2 separate regions of the Triticum aestivum genome follow, and region 2 is linked to region 1. Evidence: chromatin contacts called from public Hi-C data. All regions are on one chromosome and are shown on one strand. The core of a region is the stretch at or near the end of the contact, and the rest is flanking DNA. Distances in the headings are between cores, read along the strand shown. Region 1 holds the start of LOC123047063 (protein FATTY ACID EXPORT 7). Region 2 holds the start of LOC123042378 (c-Myc-binding protein homolog).

Evidence for each region. Hi-C and Micro-C count contacts between places; a contact is called where the count stands out from the background.
Region 2: a Hi-C map of leaf shows a contact between it and region 1, with 2.9 times the contacts expected there. The contact joins the promoter of LOC123042378 here to the promoter of LOC123047063 in region 1. A contact is called at or near these places in 3 of 5 Hi-C or Micro-C datasets (leaf and root) and 1 of 1 datasets of contacts at active chromatin or transcription factors (leaf).

What each region holds. Positions count from the first base shown.
Region 1 is chr2B:739,377,687-739,380,593 of IWGSC CS RefSeq v2.1, forward strand. LOC123047063 (protein FATTY ACID EXPORT 7) reads left to right here and starts at 1,355. Exons shown (of 3, transcript XM_044470558.1): 1 at 1,355-1,801. The coding sequence starts at 1,459.
Region 2 is chr2B:739,598,128-739,600,995 of IWGSC CS RefSeq v2.1, forward strand. LOC123042378 (c-Myc-binding protein homolog) reads left to right here and starts at 1,307. Exons shown (of 5, transcript XM_044464848.1): 1 at 1,307-1,483; 2 at 2,079-2,151; 3 at 2,236-2,284; 4 at 2,454-2,577. The coding sequence starts at 1,481.

The sequences.
Region 1 (2,907 bases), core at 105-2,604:
CCACGGGTCTACATGTACAACAACAATATTGACTATGTTGTGATGCTAGTAATGTGCATGATATGATAAGTCAACTGTATACACAATTGCAATTAAAATCAACAGAGCTATTTACACTGCTCGGATCCTAGCACAAAAATGCAGTAAGAGGATTTCCTGTGATGCTTGGAAGCATTGACTGCATGCATTGGGAATGGAAAAAGTGTCCATTTGCTTGGCAGGGGATGTACAAAGGCGTCAAAGGCGGTTGCAGTGTGGTACTTGAGGCAGTGGTCACACAGAACCTTTGGATTTGACACTCCTTCTTTGATATGCCAGGAACTCATGATGACATCAACGTACTGCAGTGCTCCCTTATCTTTGCCAAGCTTGTTGAAGGTCATTCTCCTCCAGTGAACTTCGAGTTCAATGGGCGGCACTACAACAAGGGATACAACCTAGCAGATGACATCTATTCGAAATTGGTCCATATTTGTGAAAACTATCTCAAACATTGTGCCAGGAGGCAAGAACTCCCACTTTGCGAAGGTTCAGGAGGCTTTGCAGGAAGGATGTCGAGCAAGCATTTGGTGTGCTGCAATCTCAATTTGTTGTTGTTCGGTACCCCGCCCAGACCTGGTTGAAAGATCAAATGTGAGAGATCATGACTTGCCGTGTCATCTTGCACAACATGATCATTGAGAGCGAGCAGGAAGAACCAGTGTTTGACACAGAACCATATTACAGGCAGGGTCCTCTTGCCCAAGTTGATCACTAGCTAGCGGCAACCTGGACTGACTACCTCAATATGCGTCAGGAGATCTGAGACCCATTGGTCCATCAACAACTGCAACAAGATCTGGTGGAGCACCTATGGAGGCTCAAGGGCAAGGACTAGCTCGGCGTGTGAACAAATATGAGTTTTTATTTGTTGAACTATATAATTTGTATTGAACTATTTGATTTCTATTGATTTTCTGTCATGAACTATGTGATAAAAATAGTTTATGTTGAATTTGCGCCGAGGCACGGCGAATATGGGCCAATTCGCCGACAGCGGGCCAATTTCCGCCGAAATTGGGCTGAAAAGTTGGCAAATTTGTGCCAAAAGTGGGCCGAAAGCGGCGCCTAGGGGCGGTGGCTGGGAAGCCGATCGTCCCCGCGCCGATTTTAGCACCGGTTCACCTCATACGACGATATTTCGAGCCCTGAGGGGATGAACAACTGGAGATGCTCTAACAATTTAAGCAACTCAAGTATGGCAAATGTGACAAATATAACAAAAATCATGTGGCAATGTATGGCAAAGATAATCGTCACAACCCAAACAACCCTTAAGTGCCAAGACCCCACCCACGTTGACACGCCACCCACCCGGAAAATCCCCCAATCGGTCCATCACATCACCGAGTTCACCATCGCCGGCAGCCCACCCACCAGGTTGACCCCCACAAAACCCCAGCTCGAGCACCCGGAGCCATGGCCCTCCTCGCCACGACCCCACTCCTCGCGCCCCTCGCGCTCTCCCCGGCCCCGATCTCCGCCTCCCAGAGCTCCCTCCTCTTCCTGCGCGCCCCCGCCCCCGCCCTCCTCTCGCTCCGCTCCGCCTCCCCCGGCGCACGCCTCCTCGCGGCGGTCGCGTCCAAGGAGCCCGAGCTCGGCGGCGGCGGATCCGAAGGCGGTGACGGTGCGGGATCTGGGAGGGGAGGCGGCGGGGGAAGTGACCCGCAGGGAGGCGGGGACGAGGGGGAGGAGGGGAAGATGGGGGACGGGCTCTCCATGTCGCAGAAGCTCACCCTCGCCTACGCCGCGCTCGTCGGAGGTAGCGCCACCTCCATTTTTTCGTAGCGATAAGTGCAGATGCGTTGTGTTTGGGTAAAGTATAGTATTTATATGCGAATCTCGACTGTTCTTTATCAGTATATAACCATTATTATCCGTGTGACCCTGCTGATACTGAAGTCTGATTCAAGAGTAGAAGGTCAAATGGCAGAATGGACCGTGCCATCCTGGCATTTTTAGCTGATAACTAGTGGATTATCCCCAGTTTATTAAAGCACTCATATTTTTTGTCTGCATTTTAGGCAAGATTACACCTTTTATGGAGTACAACTTGATAATCAAGGTAATGTAGTAGTCTTTAGTAGTTGCTTTTGGCTGAGGCATCCCATGATATGGTTGTATATCAGGGGTGCAAGTGATGATATGCTCCCAGTATTGTGTAAAACTCCACTTTCTTAGTGAAAATGGGGCCCGACAGACCCCTCTTATCGAAAATAGTAATAGCAATCAAGGTAATGAACTTATTTGATGAAACAGTGATTAAAACTGACATGCCAATTGTAGAAACAAGTAGGCAGGCTCTTCAACACTAGCTTGATTACTCTGTTCCTCCTTTTATCATAGCAACAATATAACTTGGATGTGATCAGCAAATTTACGAAGATGGAAATTGGGATCCTTTCTATATGTGTCATAGGATGCTCGTCTGGCTTTATTATAATATTATGGACTGTTAAGTGCCCTCAAATAAAGGCTTACAAACAAAGCACAGTGTAGGCAGTCATGAGCATCCAGATCCAGATTGGAAACAAGTGCTTGGCTTTATCCAGATCCAGATAAATGGCAGTTTGGGCTGTACTTTGCCACAATTGTTTGAACACTTGACTCTCCCTTTACGGTGTTATTCGTTATCTTAGCAATTGCATAAACTAGGAAGTAGGCAGGCTCATCAACACTCTCTTGGTTACTCAACTTCTTTTATCAGAGCGAAAAATAGAACTGGGATGTGCTTAGCAATTCGCATGTATACAAATATATGCCTTTCTGTGTGTCTCAGAATTTTCGTCTTGTACATAATTCTAAGTGCTTATTCCCTTAATTAGATGCTTACGAACAAGCACGGTGTAAGATATCTCTCCTAGGAAG
Region 2 (2,868 bases), core at 57-2,556, 220 kb after region 1:
GCTCACAATCACGCTAGGGCAGTTGCCATTTAAAAAAGAAAGAGTTGCCATATGCTTACGTGCACGCTAAGGCAGTTTGCCATGTACCATGCCAAACATATGGCAACTGACATGTTTGGGTAAAAAAAAAGAGTTGCCATCTGCTTGCAATCACACTAGGGCAGTTGCCATGTACACTGCAAAACGCATGGCAACTGGCAGCTTGGGTGTGGGAGAGGAGGCGGGCGTGTGGGCGAGATGGCAAACTGCCCACACACCAGCCCTTGTACGTGACTGAAATTGATGTGTGGGCGAACTGCTAAACGCCCACACACCGGCCCCTCCGTGTGGTAAAACGAATATGTGGGCGACCTCTTTCACACACCACACACGCGAGTTGTCCTACGTGGCATACAAAATCAGCTAATTCGTGCCAAGATTCGTGCAGAAGTTACTGGACGGTGATGGAGGCGTGTGGGTGAGTTGGCTTAACATTTTCGTTGATTTATTTAGGGGTCTGACACATGCCATGTTTGAAAGGGTGACACTCGTTTATTATGGAAGGACATTTGGAATGGGGATATTATTACGAGAGCTTTTCCTGAACTTCACTCATTTCCTTATGAAGATAACATGTCCATTACCCCGCAAAAAAGAAAGAAAGATAACATGTCCATTATGCAGGCTAAACGCTCCATTGTGGTTACAACATGTTCCAATTGCCTCTATCTGTTGAGGCCCACCAGCGATTCCATCGGATGTCTATACTTCTGGATAACGCGAGCTCACATACTGAACATGACAAATGGAAATTCTTATGGGGCCAGGAATCTTTTAGTACCAAGAAGATATATACTGCACCGATGGGAATTAATACTACTCCACCTGCCCCTTTTAAATGGATCTGGAAATCTTGTTATCTTCCTAAACACATGTTTTTCAGCCGACTGATTTTTTTTATTCGACGCTCTTTTTTTTTTTGAGAACTCTCGTCCAACTTTATTCATTCAAAAACAAGCGACATAGGTACAAAGTTTGGGTCATGAGGGGTGCCCAACCACACATGTCTACCTAGTCTTAGAGTACATGCAAACTTGGCGAGATTATGAGCCTCATAATTATGATTCCTACGCTCATGAATAAAAGAGTATGAATTAAAACTATTACAACGAAGCATTATTTCATGTATATAAGATCAGCGTTGGGGCCTCTTGTCCCTCTGGTGAGCGCTCATGCTGTGCTGGCCGGGCTGGCAGGCCCGAGCACGACGCGGCCCGTGCCGTACTGGCCCGACCCGGCCCAAGTCTCAATATTACCCACCACCCTCCGAATCAGATCATCATCATCAGTCTCGAACTCTGCCGTAGTGTAGCACACCACACTCCCGCGGTCCCACCAGCTCGACTCAAGTCGGCGGATCCGTCCGCCGCCTGCGCTCCCACGCCATTCTCTGCCGACGAGAGCTCCGCCGCAGATTTGCTCCCCCGGATCTGCTGTCGAGATGGTACTTTTCTTCCTGCCCCAACTCTCTCCGACCACCCCGCGCGTTCTTGGATAAGCGTAAGCACGCCGCGTCTCTTCAGCTTTAGCAGAGCATCCGGTGCGCGTCGTTTTTCTTTTGGCGAGATTAGTGGATTAGTGTAGCACAGCTATGGTGATCTACTAATGCGGTATGGTCGTCCAGTAGAAATGTAGAACACGACTGGCTTGTACTCCCTCCGTCCCAATAATGTAAGACGTTTTTTTTGACTGTTAAAAAAACGTCTTACATTATGGGGCGGAGGGAGTAGGTCCCATCTGTAATTGAATTTGCTATGTGGACGGCAGCTGGTCAATATTCACCAAGCATGCAATCTGTGAGGAAGATTTGGTGAAGTTTTCTCCGGTTTGCCTGGAGGAATATGATTTCCGTCTCGCTCGGGTAGTTTCAGCTTAAAATGTCAGATTGTAGCATAGAAATGACAGGTAATTTCACATATTTGCTTTGTTTAGAGCTGTAAGTTAAAAGGTAGAGGAGAGTTCCTGAAGGCACAACATATTTATCATGTAATTTGCTTCCCAAATGATGGCTATTAATGGCAGTGTTATGGTATTTTTAGGATAGAGAAGCCAAGAAAGAAGGTTTTAGGAAGTATCTTGAATCCAGCGGCGTGCTCGATACTCTCACGAAAGGTTTGGCGTTATGTGAAGTACGTATATCTTTGTAAATTGCGGTCACGCGCTGGCTAATTATGTCTACTTCTTATGATGTTGCAGCTCTTGTTGCGCTGTATGAGGAGAACGACAAGCCATCATCTGCAGTCGAGTGAGTTGGTTTGGATTTTGGCATGTTTATTCTCTTGACCGATATAGTAAAGGAGTGATTCTTGCAATTGAAGCCTGGTTGGGTAGCTCTTAGTTTGCTTAAAATGACATCAAAACAATGTGTGTGGGTCGATATTCATGCTAGGACTAAGCGTGCTCATATATCTCAGGTTTGTTCAGCAGAAATTGGGTGGTCCATCGATTTCCGACTATGAAAAGCTCAAAGCCGAGAAGTTGGATTTGCAACTGAAGTATAATGAGCTTTTGGAGATTCACAAGGAAACAAGTAGACAGGTAAACATGCTATCATGTTTGCAAAATACTCCTAATGCCATCAAGGAGTACAGATTATGCAATGCCACTTTAACTATTTACATGGGATTCTCAGTTTCTAGTGCATATTTGGATATTATACAGTTGTGAAATAGCTATGTAACTATTCCATATAACTAACATCAGGACAGCTGAATGTTGGGCTGGGCTGTGTGCGCTGTGGTGTGCTCGCACCTCACGTTGCCATGGGAATATCAGTACAAGCTGCTTTACTTGTTAAGTAGTTATTCACAGAGCTACAGAAAAATAAGT